Linked DNA regions of Triticum aestivum: region 1 is linked to region 2. A link is a contact called in public Hi-C data. All regions are on one chromosome and are shown on one strand. Each heading gives the region's core, a stretch centred on a gene start, on an enhancer-like site or on the middle of the called end of the contact. The rest is flanking DNA. Distances are from core to core; before and after follow the strand shown.

The links. Hi-C and Micro-C count contacts between places; a contact is called where the count stands out from the background.
Region 1: a Hi-C map of leaf shows a contact between it and region 2, with 5 times the contacts expected there. The contact joins the enhancer-like site here to the promoter of LOC123151530 in region 2. A contact is called at or near these places in 4 of 5 Hi-C or Micro-C datasets (leaf and an unstated tissue) and 1 of 1 datasets of contacts at active chromatin or transcription factors (leaf).

Annotation. Positions count from the first base shown.
Region 1 is chr7A:245,727,847-245,733,911 of IWGSC CS RefSeq v2.1, forward strand. No RefSeq gene overlaps it. Among protein-coding and RNA genes, the nearest start is that of LOC123154428, 6.2 kb to the right of the region's middle. Within about 2 kb of position 3,300, at least 8 of the 8 cell types and tissues checked have an H3K27ac peak or open chromatin away from gene starts, as enhancers often do. A contact at or near this core is called in leaf, where this site is marked.
Region 2 is chr7A:245,522,873-245,528,526 of IWGSC CS RefSeq v2.1, forward strand. LOC123151530 (ABC transporter F family member 4) reads right to left here and starts at 1,631. Exons shown (of 2, transcript XM_044571228.1): 1 at 1,022-1,631; 2 at 1-503. The coding sequence starts at 1,383. The coding sequence ends at 35.

The DNA.
Region 1 (6,065 bases), core at 2,050-4,549, 210 kb after region 2:
TCCCATTATCAGGTTGAATGGGGTTTTCTCAGGATTATCAAAGTAGTGCATAATATTTTTCACATAACGAGCATCGAGGATTTTAGGAGGTTCCCCATCTCCATGAGTAGCAAGTACAACTAATTTTTTTGGTCTTTCGTGTTCATATCCATAACTAAAGATAGAGAACAACTTAGAACAGGAAATAAAAACTACTTAGTGATAAAGCAAACAAGCACACACGAGAATATTCACCCCACGCTATTGCTTCTTGGCAACGGTGCCAGAAAAAGGTATGGACAACCCACAAGTGTAGGGTATCGTTTGTAGCCTTCTTCAATAAATAAGAGTGTCAAACCCAACGAGGAGCTAAAGGGAGAACAAATATTTCCTCAAGTTCTATCGACCAACGATACAACTCTACGCACACTTGACGTTTGCTTTACCGGAAACAAGTATGAAACTAGTTTGTAGGAGTGATGCTAGAACTACTTTGCAAGAATAAAACTAGAAGTAATTTGCAAGATAATAAAAGTTAAGTGTTTACTAAAAGGGTTTGTGTCAACAAGAAAGTTATTTGTCCCTAGGCAATCGATAACAAGTACCGGTAATCATTCTTGCAATTTTATATGAGGGAGGGGCATGAGCTAACATACTTTCTCTACTTGAATCATATGCACTTATGATTGGAACTCTAACAAGCATCCGCAACTACTAAAGATCATTAAGGTCGTGAAACCCAACCATAGCATTAAGTATCAAGTCCTCTTTACTCCCATGCGCCATGACCCACCTATCCGCGTTTAGGCTGCTGTCACCCCCGCAACACCGATAATAAGCAAACCATGAACATATTGCAACACCCTACAACGAGGGTCCCTCATGTTTGCGTGAGACGGAGGGCACCGTAGGACAAAATCATAAATAAAATATACAATCATACTGTGACGCCCCCAATTCAATCGTACACTAATTATACACGCAAACGTGTACGATCAAGATCAGGGACCCACCGGAAGATATCACAACTCAACTCTAAAAATAAAATAAGTCATACAAGCATCATATTACAAGCCAGGGGCCTCGAGGGCTCGAATACAAGAGCTCGATCATAGACGAGTCAGCGGAAGCATCAATATCTGAGTACAGACATAAGTTAAGCAAATTGCCATAAGATGGCTAGCACAAAATGGGATACAGATCGAAAGAGGCGCATGCCTCCTGCCTGGGATCCTCCTAAACTACTCTTGATCGTCGGCGGCAGCCTGTGCATAGTAGTAGGCACCTCCAGTGTAGTAGGAGTCATTGTCGATGGTGGCGTCTGGCTCCTGGGCTCCAACGTCTGGTCGCAACAACCAGGTATAGAAAGGGGAAAAGGAGGGAAGCAAAGCAACCATGAGTACTCATCCAAAGTACTCGCAAGCAAGGAGCTACACTACATATGCATTGTTATGAATGAAAGGGGTAGTATATGTGGACTGAACTTCAGAATGCCAGAATAAGAGGGGGATAGCTAGTCCTATCGAAGACTACACTTTTGGTAGCCTCCATCTTGAAGTAGTAGAAGAGAGTAGATGGTAAGTTAACCAAGTATCATCGCATAACATAATCCTACCCGGCGATCCTCCCCTCTTCGCCCTGTGAGAGAGCGATCACCGGGTTGTATCTGGCACTTGGAAGGGTGTATTTTATTAAGTATCTGGTTCTAGTTGTCATAAGGTCAAGGTACAACTCCGGGTCGTCCTTTTACCGAGGGACATGGCTATTCAAATAGATAAACTTCCCTGCAGGGGTGCACCACATTTCCCAACACGCTCGATCCCCTTTGGCCGGACACACTTTCCTGGGTCATGCCCGGCCTCGGGAGATCAACACGTCGCAGCCCCACCTAGGCATAACAGAGAGGTCAGCACGCCGGTCTAAATCCTATGCGCGTAGGGGTCTAGGCCCATCGCCCATTGCACACCTGCACATTGCGAATGCGGCCGGAAGCAGACCTAGCCTCCCTAATACAAGAGCAGGCGTTCCATCCCAATCCGGCGCGCGCCGCTCAGTCACTAACGTCAAGAAGGCTTCGGCTGATACCACAATGTCGAGTGCCCATAATTGTCCCTGCATAGTTGGTTAGTGCGTATAGGACAGTGGCCAGATTCAGATCAAATACCAAGATCTCGTTAAGCGTGTTATTTTGAAGTAATCGCGAACGCCGACCAAGGCCAGGCCCACCTCTCACCTAGGTGGTCTCAACCTGCCCTGTCGCTCCGCCACAAAGATCCACTCAGAGGGCCGTCGGGACTAACATCCTTTCGGTCCCAATCCAAGAATCACTCGCGGGTACTCTACGAGCCGACCCGACTTACCACAAGTATCACATATTATGTATATAAGTATATACCCGTGATCACCTCCCAAGTGATCATGGCCCGATAGTATAGCATGGCAGACGTACAAGAATGTAGGGCCACTATTGAAAGACTAGCATCCTATATTAAGCATTTAGGATTACAGGTAAAGGTAACAACAGTAGTAGCAAGGACGGGCTATGCATTCAGGATAGGATAAACGAAAAGCACTAACATGCTACACTACTCTAATGCAAGCAGTAGAGAGAAGATAGGTGATATCCAGTGATCAAGGAGGGGGGCTTGCCTAGTTGCTCTGGCAAGGAGGGGTCGTCAACAACGTAGTCGATCGGGGCACCAGCAGCGGCGTCAGTCTCGTAGTCTACCGGAGAGAAGAGGGGAAGAAACAATGAATACAATGCAAACAGATGCATAACGACGCATGACATGACAAGTAACGGTGCTAGGTGTGCCCTAATGCGGTAGGAGGTGATACCGGCAAAGGGGGAAAACAACCGGGAAAGTATCCCCGGTGTTTGACGTTTTTGGGCAGATGAACTGGAGGTGGATTGTTGCACGTTCGCTATGCTAGGGACGTGTGGTGGACGAACGGGTCATGTATTCGGATTCGCCTCGTCGTTCTAAGCAACTTTCATGTACAAAGTATTTTCATCCGAGTTACGGATTATTTTATATTAATTTTTAAAGTTTTAATCAATTTCTGACATTACTGTATTTAATTAAATTCGAGTTATTAAATAGCTATTTCATTAAGTGCACCTAGTATTCAACTGCTGACTCAGTAGTCAAAGCGAACCAGGTCAACAATGAACAGTGTAGGTGGGGGCCATCTGTCATTGGCTAGGGGATACACAACCAACACTTTGACTAGTCAAACCGGTCAAGGTGGGGGTCATAGATAGTGGCAATATTAACAAAGTTTATTTAAACTAATTAACTTAATTAGTCAGGGTGGGGCCTAGTGGTCAGTGGGTCAATTTGCTAACACATTTTGTTAGAGTTTAAACCTAATCACTACAGTTGCATGGCTCACCGTCAGTGGCCATAAGGATTAGTTTAATTAGCCGGCTAATTATGCCCATGATTAATTAGGTGCGGGTCCAGTTTGTCATTTACACATGGGTGATGGATTAGAGTCCAGCTTAGCGGCTAATCCCACGGGGCCCACCTACCGGTGGCCCACGGGACGGTTCGAACGGCCGGCCACGCCGGTGAGGCAGAACACGACGGCGCCACGCGGGGCCTCGCTGGAATCGCCCATCCGGCCACGAACGGGCATGTGGTTGGGCGCGTCCGACAGCGTGGGAGGTGCCGTGTCGGACGGTGGTCGTGACAGTCGCCAGGGAGGCCGGGAACGCTAACGGCAGGCGATGGCAGGAGCTCGGCCTCGCGGCATACGGCGCCAGGGACGGCCAAAACAAGCAGGGGAGGGGGAAAACGGACGGCGGCTCGCAGTGGAGCTATAGGGATGTCAGCAGGCTCGTGGTGGTGCTTGAGGCAGCGAGGCCAGGGCGGAAGTGGCTATGGCAACGCGGATCCCGATGAGGTTGGAGAGGCGGCAGCAACGAGCTTCAGGACGGAGCTCCAGGCGGCGGCTTGGTGCTCGTCTGGCAGCGAGGCGGCACAGGAGGACGGACTTGGCGCCGGGGATGACGTGGCTGCAGCCAGATCCATCCGCGAATGGGAAGGGACGGCGAAGGCCGGCCGGACCTGGTCGTTGGGCGGCGGAGGTCGGGGCCATCCATGTCGAGGTAGGGCGCAGCGGCGAGGTGAAGCAGCAGCATGCGGGGCGAGGGAAGGTCCCTGGTGACGGGGCACCGACGAGCGGAGGCGGGCGGCGAAGGTGCTGCAGGGAGCAGGGGAGAGGAGACGCTGCGAGGGGAGGTTCGGGCATGAGGTGCGGCGTGAGGGAGATGGGCAAGGATCGAGCGAGTCTAACCCTGGTGGCGCGTGGTGGGGAACGAGGGGATCGGGACGAGAGGCTGCTAGCGGCTAGGGTTAAGGAGATGGTGGGGCGCCTGGGCCTAGCAGGCCTGCTTGTGGCCTAAGGCCCATGGGGATGAGGGGGGCTTCCTTCTTCTCCCTTTTTTAATTCAATTCTCATTTTTCTTTTCTGTTTCTTTAACTAGCTTATGTTTGGCATTTAAATCTTGAACCAAATGACTTTTGAAAAGTAGAGCTTTGACATATAAATACTATACATTATTTAGGGCTGCCACAAAAAAAGTTTGACGACTAATTGGATTCATTTGAAATTTTGTTTAAATAGGAAAGGTTTATTTTGGGTTGTTCACCCAGTTTAAATAGTTTAAGGGCACTTTAATAATTCAAATAAAGTTGGTTTATTTATGACAATTAGATAGTGAATTTTTTCAACCCAGTGAATGTTTTTGTTTTACTTTTTGAAGATATAATAATTTGGCTTCGATTTTTGTGAAGTGGCAATTTGGCTAAGTTAAACCTAATGACATGGAATCATTAGGGGGATTACTCTAGCTTAATTATCCGGGCGTCACACATACCAACCAAGATCATGATTAACCCACAGAACAAAATGGATCTACTCAAACATCATAAGATAACCATAGATCATTGGAAAATAATATATGGAGTTGAGCACCATGTTTAAGTAGATATTACAGCGGGGAGAAGAGGGTTTACACCACTGCATGGAGGGTGATAAAGTTGGTGATGACGGTAGCAAGATTGTTGATGTAGATCGTCGTCCCGATCGTTGCCCCGGTGGCACTCCAGCGACACCGGAAGCGAGGGGGAGAGAGCCTCCCTCCTTCTTTTTCTTCCTTGTACTCCCCCTAGATGGGAGGAGAGTTCCCCCTCTGGTCCTTGGTCTCCATGGCCGCGGAGGGACGGGAGCCCCTCCGAGATTGGATCTCCCTCTCTGTTCTCTTCTGTTTCGCGTTCCCCAGATCTGGCCGAAAACCATTTTTTATATTCCCGGAGATCCGTAACTCCGATTGCGCTGATATTTTAACATGATTTTTTTCCGGATATAAGCTTCCTTGCGCCCGAAGTAGAGCTCCAATCGACGTACGGGGTGAACACAACCCACCACCACGCGCCTGACTCAGGGGTCGGATCCTGGTGGGTTGTGCCCACCACGGGACTCCGTTTGTGGTGATTACAACTCCAAAAAACCACATATATTCCAAAATAATTCTCCATGAAATTTTATTGAATTTGGACTTCGTTTGATATGGATACTCTGCGATACAAAAAACATGCAGAAAACAGGAACTGGCACTGGGCTCTGAATCAATAGGTTAATCCAATAAATCATATAAAAAGTTGCCAAAAGTATGTAAAAGATGTATAATATTGGCATGAAACAATCAAAAAGTATAGATACGACGAAGACGTATCATCGGCCAGGGTCAAAGGACAAGAACAATCAGGCCATAGTGTTTGACAACCATCTAGATGGATGGCGTTTGATGATGATGACAATGCTCCAAGCGGCGCCCCGCGTGCTTAAGTTGTGCTAGCATCTCCTTTTCCCCATTTGGCATCTTGATGCCCAAATGGGTAGAATATTTCTATTAGGGACGTTTGCATTTGAGATCACAGGCCTCGATACTAGTTGTTTGTTATTGTTTCTCGTTTCTCATACTTTTATCGTACCTTGTGTGGTGTGTGAGCTACTTTGATTATTTCTTTGTAAGACCTTGGATAATTATCATGTTTATGACTATGCCATGCTTTTAA
Region 2 (5,654 bases), core at 381-2,880:
CATCTCGCCAACCTAAATTCGGCCTACGTTTCAGCTAGTTGTATCCAGCGTTTTGCAGATCGGAGAGGGAGAATGACCTTGGGGATCGGAATGAGCTCGTGCTCGGATTGATGGTGTTCCTACTCATGACGCTCGCCTTCTGGGACGCGCTGTGCAGGCTGCGCGGAGGGAACCTGGGCGACGCCGGGGCCTTCTCCCTCCTGCCATTGCCGCTGCTGTTACCCTCGTCGTCGCCGTCGTCCGAGCGTTCTTCCTCCTCCTCCTCCTCCTCCTCCTCGTCCCCCTCCACCACAGTGTGGTCGAGGGAGAGGAGTGGCGGCAGGTACGTGGTGACCAGCGAGCTGCAGGAGGCCCGCCGCCGCGACCATGCCGCCAGCACGCGGCGGCGCTTGTTGAAGGGGTTCTCCGGCTTGGCGATCTCCTTGGCAGCCGCCTTGGCTGCAGCCTCCGCCAGGCTTGTGAAGGATTTGGACTTGCCGGCGTAGAAATTCGAGAGGCCCCTCCTGCGATTAATTTCATTCATCTTGGTCGGTTAATGTTCAGGGCAAACACTCCATGGGTACTAGTAATTGCATATTTGCAGAGTATTTGGCCTGTAGTCGATGCACCGCTGGGCTATTCACATGCCCGGGATTCCAGCTAATTACACACACCAAATTAAATCCATCCATGATCTTTATCTGTTTTGACTAGCAGAAACATGCTAACTTTCTCCATGGTCCGTCCTGGTAGAATGCAAAGTTCAACAGAACAGGCAGACTAGTACGCTAGTTCTGTGATCTACAGAGCTTAATGATTACACCAGAAAACACAACTGGCCGAGGAATCAGAACAGATTTTTTCCTCAAAGAAGAAAAAAAATCCATCTTTTTCTCTAAGACTGTTGGACTAAGAAATATCCTATTTGACCAAGAAAAACTTGAAGAGATCACAAACAAGATCATACAAATTTAGCAAAAACCTCCGGTAATTAATTAATAATAAAGCAAGGAGCAAGAGGATGGGGAAGAAGAAAGCTTACTTGCTGGGCAGCGCATCCTCGAGAGACTCGAGGGTCCCGAGCCCCATAGCGAGCACCTCATCCACCGGCGCCTCGCTCTCCACCTCCTCCTCCTCTCCCTCCTCCTTCTCCGACGTGGAGTCCTCCCCGATCGAGGAGCTATCCGAGGAGGCCGCCCCGATCGAGGAGGCATCCGAGAGCGCCTCCTCCAGCTCCCGCAGCTCCTCCCTCCCAACCTCCTCCCCCTCCTCCTCAACGTAGAACCCGTTGGGGCCGCCGCCACGATTCGTCTCCGGCTCCTCCGAATCCGACCGCTGCTTCCCCTTCCCCGCGCCACGGAACCCGTGCCCCCGCGCCATCCCCGGCGCCAGCGCCGTCGACATGCGCGCACCCGCAGCTAGCTAAGCAAGATCCAGCGAAAATCACGGAGGATCACGCGCGGATCGGCGGGTGGGTGCGTCCGCCGAGAGATTGACCACGCCGAGCCGGAGCGCACAGACGAGGACAAGAAATCTTCGAGAGAGAGAGAAGGAAAGAGAGAGGTGGAGAGAGAAGGGAAGGGAGGATTGGATAGAGATGCTGAGCTAGGCCAGGACTATTTTTTTTGCTGGGAGCTAGGCCAGGACTAGCAAAGGAAAAACAGGGGGGCGTTTTCTATAGTTACAGGACGACCCCGCAGCGGTCCATGCGCCGGGTCCAGGCGTGCGAGCCTGGCGCAGGAGGTGGCCGGTCTCTGTCCGCCTGGCGCGTGGGCCACCCGCGGTGGCACCGCTCTCCATGGACTCGGTGTACATATGGCGGGCTGACCTGAAGACATACCGGTATTGCTGTACGTGATACGGTAGAGCGTATGGTATACGGGGTGAGTATACATACGGTGGGCGTACGTGTGCGATCCGGCTTGGTCTCCTGGGCCGGTCGCACGTGTGGGCCGCGGCCGGGAAGCGTGTGCCGCGGTGCGGGGTGACAGGTGGGGCGCAGTGCGCGCGCACGCGTTGGATGGATGATGGATGGACGGATCGCTTTCTGCCGTCATGAGTCATGACTCGTCTGTCCACCCAAACCCAGTTCAGCTGGCTGCAGGATCTCTGGATGGCCCGACAATTTTTGGTTGCCGATCGGCGATGCTGCTCCGGCATCGATCCAACAAATGGTTCGGTTCACAGTCAACCAGAAGTGTCCGGTTTGATGCTATACTTGATGCTCCGGCCACGACCGCAACGTACTCCACTTGCACCGCAAAAGGGTAATCATGCCTGGCGTTCGGTTCGACGGCATTTTGGTTCAAGGTGAACTGTTACTGGGCTGACCTTGCACCGTGTGAACTGTGCATGCTGCTCTCCAGGTCATTTGGTTAATTACCTTGACCAGAGAAGTACTAGTAGTAATCCTGCATGCATGGTGACTGATGGGGATGGATAAACATAATGACCAGGCGCCAGTTAATGCTCCTGCATGCACGCACAGCGTCCCATGTATCTTATCTTGACCCCATGCGTTTGGCCTTGTCATTTGTTTTCTTCGCCCCGGTATTCGTCCGGATCGATTGTAGACCATACATGTATTACAATTAAAATGCAACAACCGCAAACCAACATATCGTTTGATGGTTAGAGGGACTGTGGTATTTCTAGCACATCGAGATTTAAGTCTTGATGTGCGTATATGTTTACAAGGGTGATTGTATGCGCATGTATATAAACGCTTGCATCTGTACTGTATTCAAAAAATACAACAAACGGTGCTTGCATGTTCAGTGGTGCCCGCTTGTTGTCAAATCTGCCAAAAAGTGCCCGTTTTATTGCTCGGATACAACAAATCCCATCCGTTTTGTTGCTCGGATACAACAAATCCCACCCTCAAACGCCGACGAGCGCGTCCGCACGTCTCAAATAATCTCTTCTTCACAACGTTTGCCAGCAAGCAACGGTGCCGAGGTGCTTGAAATTCATTTCAATTTCTTGCATGGGTCCTGAGCATGCACCTAAGGAAACACATTTGATTTTTGAACCCATTTTCTGCACTAGAGCAAGTGCATGTAGTTTATATTTGAATTATGCACATAAACTGTCTACAAAACTCGGTTAAGGTATAAAAATATCCTAATGAACCCAGAAAAATTTCAAATTTTAACACGACACTCCTGTTGGTCTATGTTGCCACTAGACGGAATTTTGAAAGCAAAAAGAGGCAACCAATATCGTTGTGTCCCCAAAGGTCATAAGTTTCCTACCGGAACCATGAAGCTTCGTGTGAGAAGCTCTGGTTTTTGAGTAGCTTATACCTAAATCTGGCCCAAATGGAACTATTTTTCTACCACAGCATGTTGATGCTATTTCATGATAGCATGCCAAGTTTCATGAATTTCTTTTGGATTTGCTAGAATTTTAAAATCATGTACCTCAATGTTTGCGGTCGAGCGACTGTTTAAAATTCATTCTCATTTCTTGCGTGGGACCTAAGCATGCACCCATTGACACACATTTTATATTCCAATCCATTTTTCTGCATTGGAGCATGTGCATGTAGTTCAAATTTAAATTATGCACATAAAATACCAAGGAAACTCAGTTAATGTATAAAAAAATTTCTAATGAACCGCGGAAAAGTACAAAAAGTTAAAATGACACTACTGTTGTTCTATGTTGACACTAGATAAAAATTGAAAGTAAGAAGAGGCAACGAATATCATTTCGTCCACAAAGGTGACACGTTCCCTACGGAAACCATGAGGCTTCTTGTGAGAAACTCTGGTTTGTGAGAAGCTTATACTATGGCGACCAGACCTCAAACAGTCTGATCTCTGTGCTTCAGTGTCATCCCTGGATCAGTAATGCTGACACGCATAGTACTTGAAGGATTTATAACTGAGTAGCAATCACACACTTATTACATCGAATGTCTCCAAAGAGAACTTATTGCAAATAATATGGCTTAAGGCCATCTAATAAAGATAACAGCGTAAGGCTTGGAAGAAAAGTGAGTCCATCAACTCCAACGGCATCACTGAGTATAGAACCACGACCTAAGACACCTTACTCGTCGTTTGAAAAATCTGCAACATGAACGTTGCAGCCCGAAAATGGGTCAGCACATGGAATATGCTGGCAATGTAACACATAGAGAGTAATGAACAGAACTGGGCTATACTACATGCATATATGGCTGGTGGAAAGCTCTATGGTTACAGTTTTGCGTAAAGCCAATTTTTCCCTACTGTAAAACAATAAATTTTATTTAACAAACATGGTGGTTGTTAAACATTGAGAGTGTAGACACCCTCTCAATCCCAATTAAGCATCATCATTAAAATCCAACAAAATTAATTAAAGTCACATGATGAGATTCACATGATAATCCAAGTACTAGATACTCAAAACGTCCATAACCAGGGACACGGCTAATCATGATTAGTTTATACACTCTGCAGAGGTTTGCGCACTTTTCTCCACAAGACTCGATCTCCTTCGTTAGGATTCTCGCACTACATGGTGTTTGAAAAACGGATGACCGAGACATAGTCTTTCAGAAGCGCTAGCACCTTACGATCGGGTAGACCGTTACACCTACTTTCCCCTACATCTGCTAGTCTACCATTGTAAGAGTTCGCACGACTTAATCAACTATGCTAGAGCCCATAGTAGCTTGTGGCTGTTGGGGAACGTAGTAATTTCAAAAAAATTCCTATGCACACGCAAGATCATGGTGATGCATAGCAACAAGAGGGGAGAGTGTTGTCCACGTACCCTCGTAGACCGAAAGCGGAAGCGTTATAACAACGCGGCTGATGTAGTCGTACGTCTTCACGGCCCGACCGATCAAGCACCGAAACTACGACACCTCTGAGTTCTAGCACACGTTCAGTTCGATGACGATCCCCAGACTCCGATCCAGCAAAGTGTCGGGGAAGAGTTCCATCAGCACGACGGCGTGGTGACGATCTTGATGTTCTACCGTCGCAGGGCTTCGCCTAAGCACTGCTACAATATTATCGAGGATTATGGTGGAGGGGGGCACCGCACACGGCTAAGAGATCTCAAGGATCAATTGTTGTGTCTAGAGGTGCCCCCTTGCCCCCGTATATAAAGGAGCAAGGGGGAGGGGCGGCCGGCCATGATGAGGCGCCCCAGGGAGGAGTCCTACTCCTACCGGGAGTAGGACTCCCTCCTTTTCCTTGTCCAAGTAGGAGAGGGGGAAGGAAGGGAGAGAGGAGAGGAAGGAAAGGGGGGGCGCCGCCCCTCCCTCCTTGTCCAATTCGGACTAGAGGGGGAGGGGACGCGCGGCCTGCCCTGGCCGCCCCTCCTCTTCTCCACTTTAGGCCCATGGGGCCCATTAACCCCCCGGGGGTTTCCGGTAACCCCCCGGTACTCCATTTTTATCCGAAACTTCTCCGGAACACTTCCGATGTCCGAATATAGTCGTCCAATATATCAATCTTTATGTCTCGACCATTTCGAGACTCCTCGTTATGTCCGTGATCATATCCGGGACTCTGAACTAACTTCGGTACATCAAAACTAATAAACTCATAATATAACTGTCATCGAAACCTTAAGCGTGCAGACCCTACAGGTTCGAGAACAATGTAGACATGACCGAGACACGTCTCCGGTCAATAACCAATAGCGGAACCTGGATGCTCATATTGGCTCCC